2 separate regions of the Mus musculus genome follow, and region 1 is linked to region 2. The links are chromatin contacts, called in public Hi-C maps. All regions are on one chromosome and are shown on one strand. The core of a region is the stretch at or near the end of the contact, and the rest is flanking DNA. Distances in the headings are between cores, read along the strand shown.

Region 1 (5,516 bases), core at 389-2,888, 340 kb after region 2:
TGTCCAGGCTGGCTTTAATTAGTGATCCTCCTGCCTCAGCTTTCAGAGTGCTGAGATTACAGGTATGTGCCACCATGCCTAGCTCATGGATTGTGTGTGTGTGAGAGAGAGGGGGGGTGGGAGAGAGAGAGAGAGAGAGAGAGAGAGAGAGAGAGAGAGAGAGAGAGAGAGAGAGAAAGGGGTTGGGGTGGGGAATGGATGGAGAAGGAGAAAGCTGTATCAGGTGTTGATTCTTTCTGTTTGCCATGTGGGCTCCTATTCACAGGCTTGGTGACAAGTGACTGAACCTGCTGAGCCATCTTGAGTCTACTCTACCCTCCTATCCCATGGAGATTTTGATAAATGCCATCAGAGTCTCAGATTGTCTTTCATAGTACTAGTACTTCAACTCACTAAAGTCACAATAGCCTAGTCTATACAATTATTAACCTTACCGATAGGTGCTTTTGACCTCCTTACTTATGAATGTGGGTTATTGCTCACTGCTGTGACTTTACTGTTGTTGTGGGGATACTTGGGATGCTTTTGCTGCAGAGACACCCATGCCGCTATTGGTATTTTATTTATAAATTGCCCTGTGAAGAGCTCTGTCATAGTTTTGTTTCTCAGATCTACCTTCAAAAATTTAAATAAATGTCTTCTAAAAATGCTCACCAAAAGTAGTTATGGAAGGAGGCTAAGGAAGGAGAAATACTGAGCTTATTAGCAGGAGATAGTCATGCAAACCCAAGGGATATATGAGTTTATGACAAGAGCTTGTTATTTATACCAGACGCACTAGAAACATAGTGAAATAAGCCTTAACAGAGTTCATTTTACTTGACAGTAGAATACCACTGGTGACCCCAGCTAGGTAGATCACAGTGGAGTGGTGGGAAGAGAAGCCAGAACAAACCATTGATAGAAAAGCAATGGGAAGTGTAACGGGCCAGTTTGTAGATGTGGCCAAGAGCCCAGCAGTGACACATTCTGAAAGATCCTGAAGAATAGAACACTACAGGCTTTATATATTCAGGCTTAAAATCTAGTTGAACTCTGTTCTTTCAGATTCTCTAATTTTATTTCATATCTGCTTTGCTGACGAGAAGCTAAAACACTACTTCATAAATCCTGTAACTTTTGGCTGATGTTTTCATCTTAGCTGTGTGATTCACTCTTGCTCTGTTTCTTTATAAGCCTCCTGAATGTTGGCTGAGCAGCTGTCTGCAAATTGTTATAATGGTTAATACTTTTGCCCTTCCTCCGTTTCTAGTCAGTCAATCAACCTCTCTCTCTTTCTCTCTCTCTCTCTCTCTCTCTCTTTCTCTCTCTCTCTCTCTTTCTCTCTCTCTCTCTCTCTCTCTCTCTTTTGTTTTATGTAAACTACAGACAGAATACATTATCAGACAGTCTCCTAGGAAGCATCGTGAATTGTCAAGTTGTAGAAGAAAGATAAAATCAGGCAAGATGAGGATGGAGAAAGTTTTCAGATCAGCTAGAAAACTGGTAGGCGTCAGGCCAGAGAAGGGAACACAGCAGAGAGACTGCTGCAAAGCTTTGGCTAACCTCTGCCAAGAGCACATTCCCTTGGTGTTTCCCACTCAGTGGTGAGGACCAGGGCGACTCAGCAGGCTGAGCCTCACTTAGCAGTTTGATCAAAACAGGCGACTTTCTGCCTGCTGCTTGTCCAGTGTGGGTCCTTTCTTCCGGTCCCCTTTGGTTCTTTTCAAGTTCTTACTTTGACGGCTTAGAAGATAATGTTGTTTATGAGGAAAGTCATGAGGCGAGATGAGAAGGGGCCACGACAGTAGAGGAACAGATAAAAACTGCTTTTTTTCCTCATCATATAAAGAGGAAACAGTATTTCCTTTCATGCCACTGCCAATGTTATACATCATATAACTTCATCTTCCTTTTTTGCTTGCTGAATTGTGAGGCCTAAGAGACAAGAAAGTTTCTCTCTTAGCACAGAAGGAAAGAGGCACTGACTAAAAACCTTTTGTATGATGTGTCTTGTACTTTGTGAATGTCCCACACAGCTACTTCAGACTTTTAGATGTTTATAGTCCATAAACATGAATTGATAAACAGATGCTCTCACACACATTAATATTTTGATCTTTGTAACTGAATAAAACTAATGAATCACTTTTTTTGTGAATCCTAATTATGGTGAATCTATATAACAATCTACAAAAATCCAGAAGCGCCAGCCTCTTTTCCTTGTTAAAGCTTTGTGTTCCTTTTGCTTTTAAATCCTGTGTACTTTTATCCTTGTGTAGTTCATTCTGCATATTAACATATTTCATGAATATTGATCACCCTATGTTTCTGCAGTAAAAATCTATATGTAAATCTAATTCTGAAGCTTCTCTATCATTAGATTCTGTTCCACACACAGTAAAGCACACAAATGCATTAGATTGTGAATAATTAAATAAAAGAAATATGGTGATCAGAAACACAGCTTTTACATGAGATGAGGAAACTGTTTCTAAAGCTTTTGTTCAACTGGCTTACTCTTGTGGATAAATAATATTCATTGCTTCACTGAGGTAGTGTTCTGCTTTGCTGTGTGTATATGCGGTACCAGGGGTTGAGTATCTGGCCAAGTGTCCAAGCCTAACTTTTCTCCTCAAACTTACAAAAGACAGCATCTTGCTAACTTTGCACACGTAGACCTGCTTCTGCCTCCTTACTGCTAAGATTACAAGTGTTCACAAGACTTTACGTCTTTCCCAGTACAGTTAATTGTGCTACCTGACCAGCGTGTCCCCATTGCTTGTTGGATTGAGAGAGAATTTTCAGCAGTGCCAGTTATTTGAACACTGTCATCAACAGTTGCATGTCAGCAGATTATTTGATTAAGCTCTTGGGTAGTACTGAAAGCAAAACTGAGAAGCCACCAGGCTAGCTGACTACAGATATCAGAGACAGGAAATTCTGGGAGATATACTTTGAAAAGCTACTTAAGGCTCTTGCTTCCCACCTCCCCTAACCTCCAGTGCTGGGCATCAAACCTAGGGCTTCGTGCAGTTAGGTGGGCTCACTTCTAGTCATCTGGGTCATGAGAGAATTGAGTGAGATGTCCCAACCTGAATGTGGTGGGAAGCATCCTATGGTTTGAGGACCTGTACCACATAAAAAGGAGGGAGTTGTCTGAGCATAAGCATGTGTCACCCTGTGTCCTGTCTGTGGATGCAATGTTACTAGCAGCCTCACACTCCTGTGCCATGCTATCCTCAACACGATGAACTTCCTCACATCATGGGCCAAAGTAAACCCTTCCTTAAGTTGTTCTGGACAGGTATTTTTGCCATAGCAATGAGGAAAGTATCACATGTGAGAAGGGCTTATTAAGTAGTGAGATTACTACACTCATTGTGGGTCTTTTTCTCAGAGGCATCGTGTTTACCTGAGTATTTAACAAAGTGTTGGGGAACAGTCGACACTTAATTTCAGCATGACTGTGTCAAACGGTTTTTCTCGATACATTTTTATAAGCAGCTATGAATAAATATTTATTCCAGAATACTCATTTTAATGACATTGTCTGGTTTCTTCCCTACCTGGCAAAGTTGGTGGTGCTTTGTCGATTAAGTCAGAGACGTGTAACAGTGTTGTAAGTGCTCATTTGAAAGAACTCAGCAGGCTGTGCACTTCAATTTGATTGGAGAACCTATAATCAAATGTCTAATTAAGGCAAGTATGTTTGCATGTTTATCTGACCAGTGTGTTCTTAATGTGTTGCAGGTATTCTCTGAAACCAAATGACCAGATCTTGGCTGAAGACAAGCACAAGGAACTGTAAGTTAATTAGCCTTTTCTTCTTCTTCTTCTTTTTCTTCTTCTTCTTCTTCTTCTTCTTTTTTTTTTTTTTTTTTTGGTGTTTCGAGACAGGGTTTCTCTGTGTAGCCCTGGCTGTCCTGGAACTCATTCTGTAGACCAGGCTAGCCTCCAACTCAGAAATCCGCCTGCCTCTGTCTCCCGAGTGCTGGGATTAAAGGCGTGCGCCACCATGCCCAGCTTAGCCTTTTCTTGTACACACTTCACTCTTCGAAGCAGATGTTGTTCAAGTCACTTGAAGTAAAAATTGTATATATCATTTTTATACATATCATATATATATAAATCATATGCATCTTATTTATATATAATTAATATATATGTAACACTATGGCTGTAATCATAGTGGGATTAGGATAATTTGCACTATATAGTTTGTGCTATATCAAGTAAACCCCAGGGGTAATTGTCTGTGATACCCACTGAAACATGTCCCATTGTATTTGATTTTCCAGATTAAGATGTATGTTTGGAAACACATCATTTCATTTTTTTTTTTTTTTTTTTGCCCCTCTGGTATAAACATGAGATTCATGATTAAATTTGTAGTTTATTCAGGTGCTTTTTCTAGCACTTGCTAAAGGTGAAGAAACATGGTTTCCTGTCTTATATAGCTTTATACAAAAGCAAATACCTACCTATTGTTTAGTATAAAATAAAATACTTCAAACATGAAGCTTGAAATATGAATGCTTTTGAATTTTTTAATGTACTTCTTTTAGAGTTCTATCTTTTTACTTTTGTGAAATACTTACAGAATGCTGGAACATCTTTGACATTTTTCTTGTGGAAGGTAGTAATTAAACGATTGCCATCTGACAAGGACTGTCAGTGTTTTAGTTACAAATGATAGGCTTGGGAAGTTTGAAACTTGTATTTTAGGATCATCTAAAGAGGGAAACTTTAAAATTTTTATATGCTTCTATTTTTTTATGTACTTTGCCTATTAATTAGGTTTCTATCACCTTTATAAGTACACTGATTTTCCAAAGTTCCTTCAAAAGTTTCTTAGCGTACTAGATATACTAATTTTATTAGTGTACATATTTTATTTAATTATGTAGAGAAAAGTTGTTACTTTGTAGTTCAAGCTGGCAAAGTATAACTATGTGCCTAGGCAGAGTTAGAGCTCAAAGTAATGGTCTGGTTGCAAGTGCTGGGATGATGGCTTACAGAAGAGACCCACACACCCTGGAGCCATGGGATGATGGGTTACAGAAGAGACCCACATATCCTGGAGCTATGGGGTGATGGGTTACAGAAGAGACCCACACACCCTGGAGCCATTTTATTTTCATATCTAACTCAGATCTGTCTTGATTTACTTAACCTAGACTTTATTTGCACATGCAAGTACATGCACACTATGTACTGCCTGCTATGTTACAGTTTAATCATTTGCTATTTTAGTTTGTTTTAATGTTTATTTAAAAGTCTATTAGCTGTAGAAGATACAGTTCACCTCCTTGTATAGAGTTTGACTAATGATTTATTTTTTTGTAATTTATTATGGAAAAATGTTTCTAACAATCTTACCTGACACATAAAAATATAACTATGGAAAAATTAAACATACTACACATTCACCCACACACTCACCATCGGGACTTTATCATTTATATTTTACTGTACTTATTTATCACTTTCAGGTTTTGTCTCCAATCCATTCATTAATTTGTTTATTTATTTAT
Region 2 (5,350 bases), core at 1,266-3,765:
TAGGCTGGCATCAAACTCAGAGATCTGCCTCCTAAGTGCTGGGATTAAAGGTGTGCACCACTGTGTCATGCAATTTTTTTCCCCCTCATTCTTTTGCAATCCTGGTCATGGTAAAGCAACTACTAACATTCCTTGCAGGTGACGTTCTCCTGTGACCTCTCACTCTCTCCATATTAACCTCTGTCTATAGAGTAACACCTGGATAGATCGTCTTCTCCACAAAACCTTCTGTGACCCTATCAAGGGCAGCAGACACTCCTGGATGTGTGTTTGTCAGATTACAGGCATGGTTGCTGGTTTGAATGCCTGTTTTCCCAAATCTTTGGGGCAAAGACCATGGTCCTGTTCATCTTCAGGAACTGTCTGGTGACCAGCACAAAAGGACATTCAATAAGCATGGGAAATGAAAAACTTATCATTGTTCAAGATGCTATACTATACCAGCCCTTTCCTTTGTCTGGGTTAGCTGTTTCAGCTTGATAGAACCACGGATGGAAACAGTGTATCAGCCTGCACTGAGGGCCTAGGAGGGGCTCCTCAGCACTCAGCTGAGAGCCGGCCTCATGCTGAGCTTCAAGAGCCTCCCGCCTTTGTTCATTCACTGGGTCCTTGTCAGAGTTGAGGCCCACATATACCCCAAGCTTGGGACTCCACACTGGGGTATCAGCTGTTTTCCACCATTAACTACCTCTTCCAATCCAGCAACAGACCCAAACCACAGCCTCACAACAAGCGCGAGAGACAAGTGAAGACCTATGAGCACTTTTTAACTCCCAAGTCCCCCTGATGACATTTCCTGACCCTGGCCTCCACTCACACCTCCCCAGCCCTCCTCCTGAATCCTCCTTAGAGAAGTTCAAGGAGTGCCCCAGGGCTGCCACACCCAATCTCCAAGGCCTGGGAAAAGACACTTACACAGACCCATGGGTGCTTGAGAGCCTGGTCGGCCGTGATGCGCTTTGCAGGGTTTATGGTCAGCATCTGGTTGATCAAGTTCTTAGCTTCAGGAGTGACTGTGTCCCATTCTGGTGATGGGAACTGAGGAGCGGGAACAGGGAAAAGGGAGACAGGAAATTTGTGAGCCTTCTACCCTGAAATGTAACCCGACTTCATTCCAGCTCTTACAACTGAGATACTTTGTGGTACCCAAGAGTGGGTATGCTGTGCCAACTCAAAGAAGACAGAATGATAAGTGTAAGGGTGTCCATGTATCATGTCGGTGAAGGAAGGGAACTGACATTTTCTGCTTCACCTTTCTCTTTTTACTAAGGAGAAAACAGGTTTTGCAATGTGCCCAAGGTTCCAAAACAGTGGAGAAGCCTCTAAAATTCTCCCTCTGTAATATAACATGCCACGTAGTTTCCCCATTCTTTGTGGAAACAGACCAAAGAGCTTCATTGAGTTCCTTAATTTTATAGCTAACAGGAGCATTTAAAAAAAAAAAACAAAACCTGTTCCCTGTATATAAGGTGGCAAGAATTGAGTCCTGTATGCCCATCCTTGGGTCCTCAAAGTCCCCTGATGCCCTGTTATCAAGTGACAATATCACTACTCCCTTGGACAGACCCTTAGGGGCAGGGACTCTGTCCTTCCAGGAGTGACTGCTCAGCTCTCAGAACCCCATCCTTACATCGTAGGCTCCAGCTTTGATCTGCTGATACAGCTTGTGCTGATCCTCATCCCAGAAGGGAGGGTAGCCCACCAGGAGGATATACAGGATGACCCCTGCGAGACAGAACACACAGGTCACTGGGGTCACTCACCTACCCCTGAGGAACCAAGAAAGGCCATGCAGGGCTCAGAACCACCCAGAAGGGCAAGGCTGGGCCAGAGTTAAAGGTGGACGCCAGTAGATAATGCCATCCCTCCTGTTGTGCCTCACTCCTTACGGCACCAAGCCATGTCAGAGACTTCTTTAGTCTATCCTCTAAGGTGTGGACGAGCCCTTCTCCAAGAAGGATACAATATAATACAGGAAGTCACTTGGGAAGTAAGCATGACAGGAACAGCTCTCCCAAGGGAAGGAGAACAAACAACACCATGATTTCACATACAGCAGGCACCGTGGAACCCAGAAGGGATGGGTGTAATGCCTCTTTTTCTTGTCATCACAGGAAGCCAAGGGCCCAGAACACCAAAGAGCCGAGGGTATGGAATGGGCTTACCGCAGGCCCAGATGTCCACAGGTTTTCCATAGGGATCTTTCCTCAAGACCTCAGGGGACAAGTAACCTGGGGTGCCGGCAAAACCTGTAGCAGAAGAGAGGGCAGAGCCAAACTGAACCCGCTTTCTCTCCCAGTAAGGCCACATCTGTAATTCCCTCCAAAGCCCTCCTAATGCTGGTTGCTTTTACTATATAAGCTTTGACTCAGTACCGAGGCCGCAAAAGATGACAGGCTGGGCTACGTGCAGTGCCTGGAATCTAAATCAGAGGGCAAGTACTTGTGCCTACCAGGAACTCAAACACCTCCCCAGAGGCAATAAGAATGCAGTGCTGACAGCAGCCAGACCCACTGTAATGAGTCATGAGGGCGAGGAGGGACCTGGGGGGGCACCCTCCTCCACTTTCTGAAAAGGCCAGGACCATTAAAGGCCTGACTTCTAGTTCTGAAAGAGGAAGGCAGACCAGGAAAAGGAGGAAGGGTGGAGGCTGCATTCTCGGAAGACAGGGTCACCCTTACCAAACCAAGCCTGCTGCTCTCCCTGTACTTCGATGGCCAGGCCAAAATCAGCTAGCTTGACCGCAGCACCCTTGCATTTACTCGCCAGCAGCAAGTTCTCAGGCTGCAGAAGGAACAAAGAGAACCTTATGAGGGAGGCATCCACCCTGGAGCCCAAAGGGAGCCTACTTTGGGCTCACAGCGCCACTATCTAGCACCAGGGGGCGCCAACGAGTCACAAGTAGTCAGCCCGGTTGAGTACCTTCAGATCCCGGTGGACGATGTCATGCTGGTGGATGTGGTTAACACTCTCCAGGATCTGATGTATACAGTGGCTGAAAGGACAGCACAAGCGATGTCAGTGCAGGGCTAAACCACCTCACCGACGACTGCCTGTGCGGACTACACTCACCGAAATACAAGCTAGAACCCTGGGCTTTAAATGTTATCTAGCTCAACCTATTTTGCTTTTATTTTTTAATTGAAAAATAACTACTGACTTCTGAGGGACAATGGGAGATTCTGCTACAAGCACATCACCATATACCTCACCTCAAATGCTTATTCTTTCTAGTGAGAACATTAAAAATCCTTTTTTTTTTTTGTACGTTTTAAAACCTTGCCAGGTGTAGGTGGCGCACACCTTTAATCCCAGCACTCAGGAGACAAAGGCAGGCGGATTTCTGAGTTCGAGGCCAGCCTGGTTTACAGAGTGAGTTCCAGAACAGCCAGGGCTACATAAAGAAACCTGGTCTTGAAAAAGCTAAACCAAACCAAACCAAACCAAACCAAACCAAACCAAACCACCAACATTACTAACTCGAATCACCTGCTGTGCTTAACTACAATGCAGGAATCCATCCCCCTATCTGACCACCACCTCTCTTTCCTCACCTACACCCACCTACTCTGGCTTCTGCTAACCACTATTCCTCTTTCCCTCACGAGGGCATCCTTTTTAGATTCCACATGTAAGTAAGATCATGTGGTATTTGTCTTCCTGTGCCTGGCTTGTCTCACTGAACATAACGTCATCCAGGCTCACCTATCCTGTCATAAGTGATAGAATTTCCCGGCCTTTTTAAGGCTCAGTAGTATACACTACTCTTTTTTTAATCCATTCATCTGCTAATGGACATTCAGGTTGTTTCCATATCTTGGTTATTGTGAATAATGCTGCAATGAACGTGGGTGTACAGACATTTAACATCCTGATTTTAATTTCATTGGGTATTTACCCAGTAGTGGGATTGCTGGATCATATGGTACTTCTATTTTTAGTTTTTCTGAGAAACATCCATACTGTTTTCCAAAAATGGCTATACTAATTACAATACCAACAGTATATAAAGGTTCCTTTTTCTTCCTTCCTTCCTCCCTTCCTTCCTTTCCTTTTCCTGTTTTGAAGTCTTCCTGCTATGTAGCATAAGCTGGCCTGTAACCTTTTGTGACCCAGGCTGGCCTTGAATTCATGATCCTCCTGCCTCAGCTTCAGGACCACTGGGATTATAGATGTGTGACACTCAGCTAAGAGCTCTCTTCCCTCCTCATCAAGACTCTCCACAGGGATGGAAAATGAGGTAAAGTTATGTGGGCTTTCTAGGGTGACAAAGCCTTAAGGCAAGGACTGGAATTTGTTTTCTAGGAATGGAAAGATGCTGAATATTCCTAAGGAAGGCGAGAACCTCTAACCCTTTCCTCCTCTTTCCTCAGAAGCAGACATTTTTTGTTTTGTTTTGTTTTTTGGTTTTTTTTTTCGAGACAGGGTTTCTCTGTGTAGGCCTGGCTGTCTTGGAACTCACTCTGTAGACCAGGCTGGCCTCGAACGCAGAAATCCACCTGCCTCTGCCTCCCGAGTGCTGAGATTAAAGGTGTGCACCACCACCGCCCAGCGCACTTTTTCATAGAGGAGGGGCTTATGCCGTATCTTGGGAAGACAGCTGGTGGGCACAGCCTTCACTTGTTCAAACATTTACTGTGTGACTCTTAACAGTGTTTTCTTTCTTGTACTACCTAAGATATTAACTGCTCTAAAGTTTCTCAACTAGTAGGGAGGTAAGAGAAGCCCATAGATTCCTTCCAGAAAGATTATGTTTAAGAGGGCCCTTAAATAGGATGTCTACATAGCGTTTCTGATGCTTTTGTACAGAAAAAAGCCAACCTAGCTCAGAACCACATGTTGGTCCTGTTTATGAAAGCAGACTGTTCACCTTGCAAACGCTCCTGCTAGTCCTATAGGTAGACTCCTGGTGGCAGGTGTGAGTACTCCAGAGCAGTTTCCACTCACTCGGAGGGTGAGTGTGCCCTTCACGAGACATCTGGCAATGTCTGGAAATAACTGTGGTTGGCACAACTTGGAACGGGGGGACTCTGCTGACTGATATGCGTCTAAGTTCTCTTCGTACATAGGAGAGACCTTTGTAACAAAAAAATTATCTGTGCCAACTGAGGCTGAAGAACACTGGTACGTGGGTACGTGCCCAGTCAGCAGCCTCCACCAGGTGTGCAGGGCAGACCTGCAGAAGATCCAGGTGTGCCAGCCTACGGAGCCTGCACTTACAGTTTGTTTCTCTGAAATCTGGTACTGGGGGTCCTATGAGAGTCAAAGGGTCAATGGATGTCATCAGACTTGGACACTGAGGCTCAGGGCCTCCTACAGCAGAGAACCCAATAGTTTGCCAAAGGAACTT

Evidence for each region. A called contact is a pair of places that touch in the nucleus more often than the background predicts.
Region 1: a Hi-C map of uterus shows a contact between it and region 2, with 2.5 times the contacts expected there. The contact joins two enhancer-like sites. A contact is called at or near these places in 5 of 484 Hi-C or Micro-C datasets (the G1E-ER4 cell line, cortical neurons, myocytes and 1 more) and 1 of 115 datasets of contacts at active chromatin or transcription factors (T-cell acute lymphoblastic leukemia).

Annotation. Positions count from the first base shown.
Region 1 is chr14:21,100,088-21,105,603 of GRCm38.p6, forward strand. Adk (adenosine kinase) reads left to right here. Exons shown (of 11, transcript NM_134079.4): 3 at 3,733-3,786. Among named protein-coding and RNA genes, the nearest start is that of Adk, 50 kb to the left of the region's middle. Within about 2 kb of position 1,639, at least 84 of the 459 cell types and tissues checked have an H3K27ac peak or open chromatin away from gene starts, as enhancers often do. A contact at or near this core is called in uterus, where this site is marked.
Region 2 is chr14:20,763,231-20,768,580 of GRCm38.p6, forward strand. Camk2g (calcium/calmodulin-dependent protein kinase II gamma) reads right to left here. Exons shown (of 21, transcript NM_001360186.1): 6 at 2,923-2,995; 7 at 2,682-2,784; 8 at 2,166-2,249; 9 at 1,631-1,725; 10 at 916-1,038. Among named protein-coding and RNA genes, the nearest start is that of Camk2g, 28 kb to the right of the region's middle. Within about 2 kb of position 2,516, at least 132 of the 459 cell types and tissues checked have an H3K27ac peak or open chromatin away from gene starts, as enhancers often do. A contact at or near this core is called in uterus, where this site is marked.